Regions from separate parts of the Mus musculus genome. Here region 2 is linked to region 1. The links are chromatin contacts, called in public Hi-C maps. All regions are on one chromosome and are shown on one strand. The core of a region is the stretch at or near the end of the contact, and the rest is flanking DNA. Distances in the headings are between cores, read along the strand shown.

What was found. Hi-C and Micro-C count contacts between places; a contact is called where the count stands out from the background.
Region 2: a Hi-C map of cranial neural crest shows a contact between it and region 1, with 2.2 times the contacts expected there. The contact joins two enhancer-like sites. A contact is called at or near these places in 21 of 39 promoter capture datasets (the 3T3-L1 cell line, 3T3-L1-derived adipocytes, the C10 cell line and 14 more), 1 of 15 datasets of contacts at CTCF or cohesin (embryonic stem cells), 48 of 484 Hi-C or Micro-C datasets (B cells, CD4 single positive thymocytes, CD8 T cells and 37 more) and 12 of 115 datasets of contacts at active chromatin or transcription factors (craniofacial prominence, embryonic basal ganglia, embryonic forebrain and 8 more).

Annotation. Positions count from the first base shown.
Region 1 is chr1:178,549,837-178,552,801 of GRCm38.p6, forward strand. All of the region lies in intron 2 of Kif26b (kinesin family member 26B), which reads left to right. Among named protein-coding and RNA genes, the nearest start is that of Kif26b, 22 kb to the left of the region's middle. Within about 2 kb of position 1,380, at least 15 of the 459 cell types and tissues checked have an H3K27ac peak or open chromatin away from gene starts, as enhancers often do.
Region 2 is chr1:179,134,938-179,137,955 of GRCm38.p6, forward strand. The region is part of intron 5 of Smyd3 (SET and MYND domain containing 3); the gene reads right to left. Among named protein-coding and RNA genes, the nearest start is that of Gm31349, 190 kb to the right of the region's middle. Within about 2 kb of position 1,609, at least 53 of the 459 cell types and tissues checked have an H3K27ac peak or open chromatin away from gene starts, as enhancers often do.

The DNA of each region.
Region 1 (2,965 bases), core at 130-2,629:
CTTAGATCCCTCCAAGCCATCAGGTAGGTTTGGGAGCCCTCTCCCCCCACTGGGCCCTTGAGAATAAGGGCTTTCAGGACATGGGAGGGCTGGCACCTCCTGTGGTCTGGGGCTTCAGTTTCTGAAGAAGAGATGTGGTTGATAGGGTGGGCTGGCAGGAGAGAGGTTTCTGACCTTCAAGGAATTCCTTCTGTGATTTTTACAGTTGGTTTCCTTCTGAAGGTAATCTGCCATGCAGCACTTAACATCTGGTACTTTACTGAGTGGGACTTAACATCTGGTACTTTACTGAGTGGGACTTAACATCTGGTACTTTACTGAGTGGGACTTAACATCTGGTACTTTACTGAGTGGGACTTAACATCTGGTACTTTACTGAGTGGGACTTGCCGTCAGGCTCTTTACACCCAGAACTCAGGGTGGCCGATCCCTCTATTTTTTTTTTAAAGACAACTATCTTTTTTGACCCCTAATTCCTTTTCGGATAAAACTTATCTCTTGGTGAATGTTGCCAAAGAATCTTAGAAGTCTCTTTAGGGAAATAGATTGCACAACTCTAGACTTCGGCAGGACACAGGCTTGGTGGGACAGTTTCATGTGACAGTTGCACAGGGTGCACACTGGTCAATGGCTCGACCAAAGATGCTCGTGGCGCAGAGTGTGGTGGCTTGAACAGTGAGTCTGTGTGAGCGAGTATCAACACGGCCTTCATTCACCCCACTTTACATGAAACAAAGGTGGGGGCAGCGCCTTTTGGTTTTGATTTTACTGGTTCTTGGGGTGTATGTTTCCTTCTTGCCCCTGGTGAGGGATAGTGGAGCTGGCAGTTTAGGCCTGTTTCTGATTAGCAAAATGACCCTTAAATAAGACCAGGGGAAAAAAATGCCCTCCTGAGCCTCTGGGGCCCTGGTTTTTCCCATAGAAGTTTAATGGCCCTAGGTTCTGTGATTTTAGCTGAGAAAATGAAAGACTCAGAATGGGGGGGGGGTGAGGGTGTGTGCTGGTTTTTGTTTAGAGGTAGGTGGAGGGGTTACAGGGAACCCTGGCCCAGGCCTGAAGGACTGGTTTCCCTGAGTGTGGGATGTTGTAAAAGCTGTAGAACATGCTGGTGGGGAACCACTCTAGGGGAACAGTACACTGGTTACTTCTCACCTGCTTTTTTCCAAAAAAAAAAAAAAGAAGGAGTGGTGTTACACATGTATCTTTCAGTGTTCCCAGAGGCTGAGACAGGGGGATTGTTAAGTTCACGCCTTGCCTGGGCTACATAGCAAGATCCCGTCTCAAAAGAGAGAATTAGAGAGAGGGAAAGAAGACCCAAGTCCTTCATTCATGATCAAGCTGGGGGAAGTCTCCAACAATTCTAGATCCATTCTGGAAATGCCAGGCAACCCACAGTGGTCCTGGGTCAGGGATAGAAGGAGAAACACAGAGTCCCGAGTGACTGGAGCTTCCCTTATGGTTTTGTGACCGTGTCTTCAAACTTGGGTGTCTTAACACTGAGTTGTTCAGCCTTCTTCTTGGTCTCGCCCATGAACGGGTTCTTGGTTTACACATTTAGGCATTTGTCTGCTGGTGGTATTTATGCTAACTCTGCATGTTGTTTATGTGTGTGTAGACCAAAGGTTATCCATTAGTGTTCCTCAGGTGTTTGAAATGTTCTACCTCTCTTGTTGTACTACTATCTACTGTCCTGGAATTCATTAGTCTAGACTGGAGTGTCAGTAAGTCTGGGATCCTCCTGCCTCTGCACAGGACCCCCTTTTCCCTCAGAGCTGGGATTACGATCACCACAGTCAACGTCTTTATTTTTAAATGAGCTTTGGGGATTGAACTCAGGTGCCACTCATGCAAAGCAAGCCCTTCACTGACTGAGCCATCTCTCCAGCTCAGCTTTCATCCTTTTTTAATGATACTAGCATACAGCTCTTGTGACCTGACCCTTTGTAGGCCTCCTGTCATGTGACATTAAACACGGTCACATTCTGTGACTGTATCCACCATCCATCTTCCCCATGTAAGACTCCACTCCCCTTAAACAGTAATTTCCTTGGCTCCTCCTGCTCCCAGCAGCACTGAAACAGTCTATAGATTACGCTGAAGAGAAAGACCTGAGTGAGCTGGCTCATGGAACCTTCTGACTGTACTCCACTGGGTGAGCTCCTAACACATTGCATGTTCCACACTGCAGATATGGAACCAAAGGAAACACAGACTTTGGTTTCAAGAGTGGAGAGGGCAACAGGCATGCAGATGAAAGTCCCCATCTGTGTGACAATGGGCTACAGCACAAGTGTGGGCAGGTAAAATGGGGGTGCCTAAGGTAGCCTCAGAAAGACCAACGTGACCTTCAAGGGAGTGGCAGGGGATAAATAGGTGTCTGCCTGATGCGGTGTGGGGCATGGAGCCTGACAACTGCAAGAGACAAAGGCTGTGGGCCATGAGCACCTGGATATAACATGTGTGGATCACGGTGTCTGGGGACAGAGACAGAGAGCAGGTGGCATTGGGGCTTTGGGCCTGGCCCAGGACCTGGCCTGCATGTAATGATGAATACATAGCAGGGCTCAGAGCTGTCCTCGAGGCCACCACTGTCAGCTGCAAGAGACAAGGGGAAGGGTGATACGGTTGCTGGAGGGGGAAGGGGCTATGGCAACCACAGACTGCACTTGGCTCCCTTGGGACTTTTGTCTTCCCATGAGCTATTTTGAGGTCTAAACCTTGAAGGCCTGTGTTCTGAAGTCAGCACTTCGTCACTGTGATAAAATGCCTGAGAATATCAGCTTCATGGTGGAGAGCTGATTTCAGCCTCAGGTCTCGGAAACTGCAGGCGATGGTTTGGCTGGCCCTGTGGGCTCTAGCTTTGGGGACTGTGGTGAGGTGGCACACTGTGGTGGGAGTGTGTGGTGGAGTGGCATTACTCTCCTCTTGGTGGCTATAGGAGGGGGGGAGGGGAGGGGGAGGGAGA
Region 2 (3,018 bases), core at 359-2,858, 590 kb after region 1:
CTTGCCCTGGCAGAGGGAGAGGCCCTGAGCTGAGGAACTACAATGGTAGACAGAAGCCGGTAAGGGTCCTCGTGCACATTTCCCCTAGAACCTCGTGCTGACACCTTGAGTTTTAGTTCAGAAAAGCAAAGGCTGGATTCCTGGTCCACGAAACTGAAGGTGATAACTTATAGGCTTTAATAGCCACGGAGCTTGTAGAAATGTATTGTGGCAATAACCATATACTCGTTCATTTTCTTCTCATATAGGTGACTGCTGACTCTTTGGTATTTATAACTGTCCTTATCCAGACTAGACAGTGCTACTTCAAAGAAACTGTTAAGTTTATCTGATATAAACTGGGGCATGGCCATATGTTACATCAGAAACAAAAACAAAAAAACAAACAAAAACAAAAACAACAACAACAACAAAATTTGCCCGAATATCCAATGAGGAAAACTGAGCTAAAAAAGTGTGTCAAAAAGCCAAAGAGCAACTCTTCACAATTGATGGGTTTGGGCAGAGGTGTGGGGAGGGAAGGGCTCAGCTCTATTTAAGGGACATGCTACTAAGAATCTGACGATGTTCCAGCAAGTATACAGATATCACAAAAATGGACTCTCCCCTCCCCGTTTTAAAATTATTTTTTACTTCTTTTAGGGGCAAGCGGGAAGACATGGAACTGTGAAGGGATTAAGATCAGAGTGCATGACATGAAACTCCCAGAGCAGTAAAAATGTTAATATACAAAAAAATACACACATACCCATGTACACACACAGGCAGAGCTCGCGTGCATGCGCATGCACACACACACATACACACACACACACAGCGAATGAGCACCTGGCAGTCGGGTTTCTGACTAGGCGACTGTTAGAGGGCACATGGGCGGCTAGCTTCCTGGGGCGCATGTTTTTTCCCTGTCTGTCTTCTGCAATGGGCATTTTTTCCCCTGACATGTTTTGGAGCCAAGTGCTTGGAGCTTATTTCTTGTCACACAGTCACTCACCTCCCACATCTGAGTTACAAACATCTGCAGGCAGCTCTGGGCTTGTTTCAAAGGCAGGGAAGATCCTGGTCAGCAAGTCAAGTTTGCATCCTTGGCTGGGAATATGGATCCCTTAGTTGACCTGTCACCTCCCCTTACACCAGGTAGGTTAGAATAATGGGACGGCCTGTGAGGGTGAGTAGTAAAAACATGAAGACACTTTAAAAACTGGATGGGTGCATGCACTTAGAAAACTGAGGCAGGAGGATTGCTGTGTGTTTAAGGCTATCCTGGGCAACATAGTGCGTTTCTGACCAGCATCAACTATATAATGAAACCCTATCTCAAACAAAATAAAATTCTTAAAAAAAAAAAAACCCACTATAAAAGAAACACAGGTAAAATTGCTACTTTGAAAAATTAAATTATTAGAAAACATGAAGAAATGAAACAAAACAAAGCATTTATCTAAATGTTCCTAAGCCTCACTCATCAAACGCCCATGATGCTTGGTAACTAACGCATCACAGAAGGCTGGCTGCCTCTTTGAGAAGCTGCTGGAGGTCTCTGACAAGAGCTACCATTTCTTGGCCAGCAGTGCACTTTCAGCTTATGTAATCACATCTCATCTTAGCTGTGAATCAATAGCAGGAGGGACCATTTTCCCTGAGGAAATCCAAGATGCAAACTGGGGCAGGTCGAAGTGGGAGGTCTGCCTGTCAAGTGCTTCCTCCCAGCCTCTCAGCCATGCAAATGGTGTGTATGTGAACAATTCCAGTCCCTTCTGCAGAAGGTCAGCACCTTCAGTTCCAGGAAGGAAGTGGGGACTCAGGCAGCTGAATGATGGGACACAGGAGGAAGTCCAAGGTAAGGGCTGAGAAGAGAAGCCTTGCCCATCTAAGAACAATTGGAAGAGGCGGGGAGTGCCCAGCCACGCCCACATGTGCCTGCAAGCGCCCAGGCTTCCCTGGCAGCGCTCCACCAAAGGGTCATGCACAGGCACTAGCTGGCAAGGCCCGCCAGACCGAACGCTCCCCGAGCCTGTCTGTAAGGTCTGGCAACAAGAGCGTCTGCAGACAAGAAAATCCACAGCGTGGCATTCCTCCAGGGAAAATGTTGTGCTGGGCTGGAGCCAGGCCTGCAACACCTGTGAACAAGTAGATTCCAGAGTGAGGAGTCACGGGCTGGCCCCTCTGAGGCCAGGCTCAGCCGCCGTTTAAGTGACATCCATTCATCTCTCACCTGCCTTTGGGAAAGGCAAGAAGATCACTGACTCTCAGTCAAAAGCACGATGTGACCGACCTGGCTCCTAAGAGGACACAGCTCTTATATGTTATCCAGACACCTTGAAACAACCACAAGGACATACCACAACACCACCACTAGGTGGCTATCATTTAAAAATAAAAAATCAATTTGGTGAGGATGTGGAGAAATTGCAAAACCCATGCAATGGGGAGGAGCACACTGAGGAGCACGGGGAATGGCTCAGACACTATCAGAAACAGCCTGGATGCCACCAAACCACCAGCAAAAAATTCAAAACATCAGGGAGAGAATCATGTGAAAGTTATAAGGATGAAATTACTCAAGAACCCTAAGAGTGACTCTAAGACACAGGCATACTTCATTGGTATATGGGGGGTCTCAGTCACTGGTACCATACTTGCTTAGCCACAGGAAGCTCTAGGTGTCCATTCCAGCACCAATTTAAAAAGGAAGAAAAAAATCATTGAGGGTAGGGGGCTGGAGAGATGGCTCAGGGGTTAAGAGCACTGGCTGCTCTTCCAGAGGACCCAGGTTCAACTACCAATACCCACATGGCAGCTTACAACTGTAACTCCAGTCCCAGGGATCTAATAACTCTCCTGGCCTCCATGAGCACCGAGCATGCTTGTGGACACATACATACATGCAGACAAAACACCCATACACACAGCTCGCATTATCACTGAAGGCAAGAACCGGAGGCTCAACAGATCACAGACCCTAAGGGAACATCCACTCCTATTATTTCTAAATGAACATAGTAATTAAACAGGCCC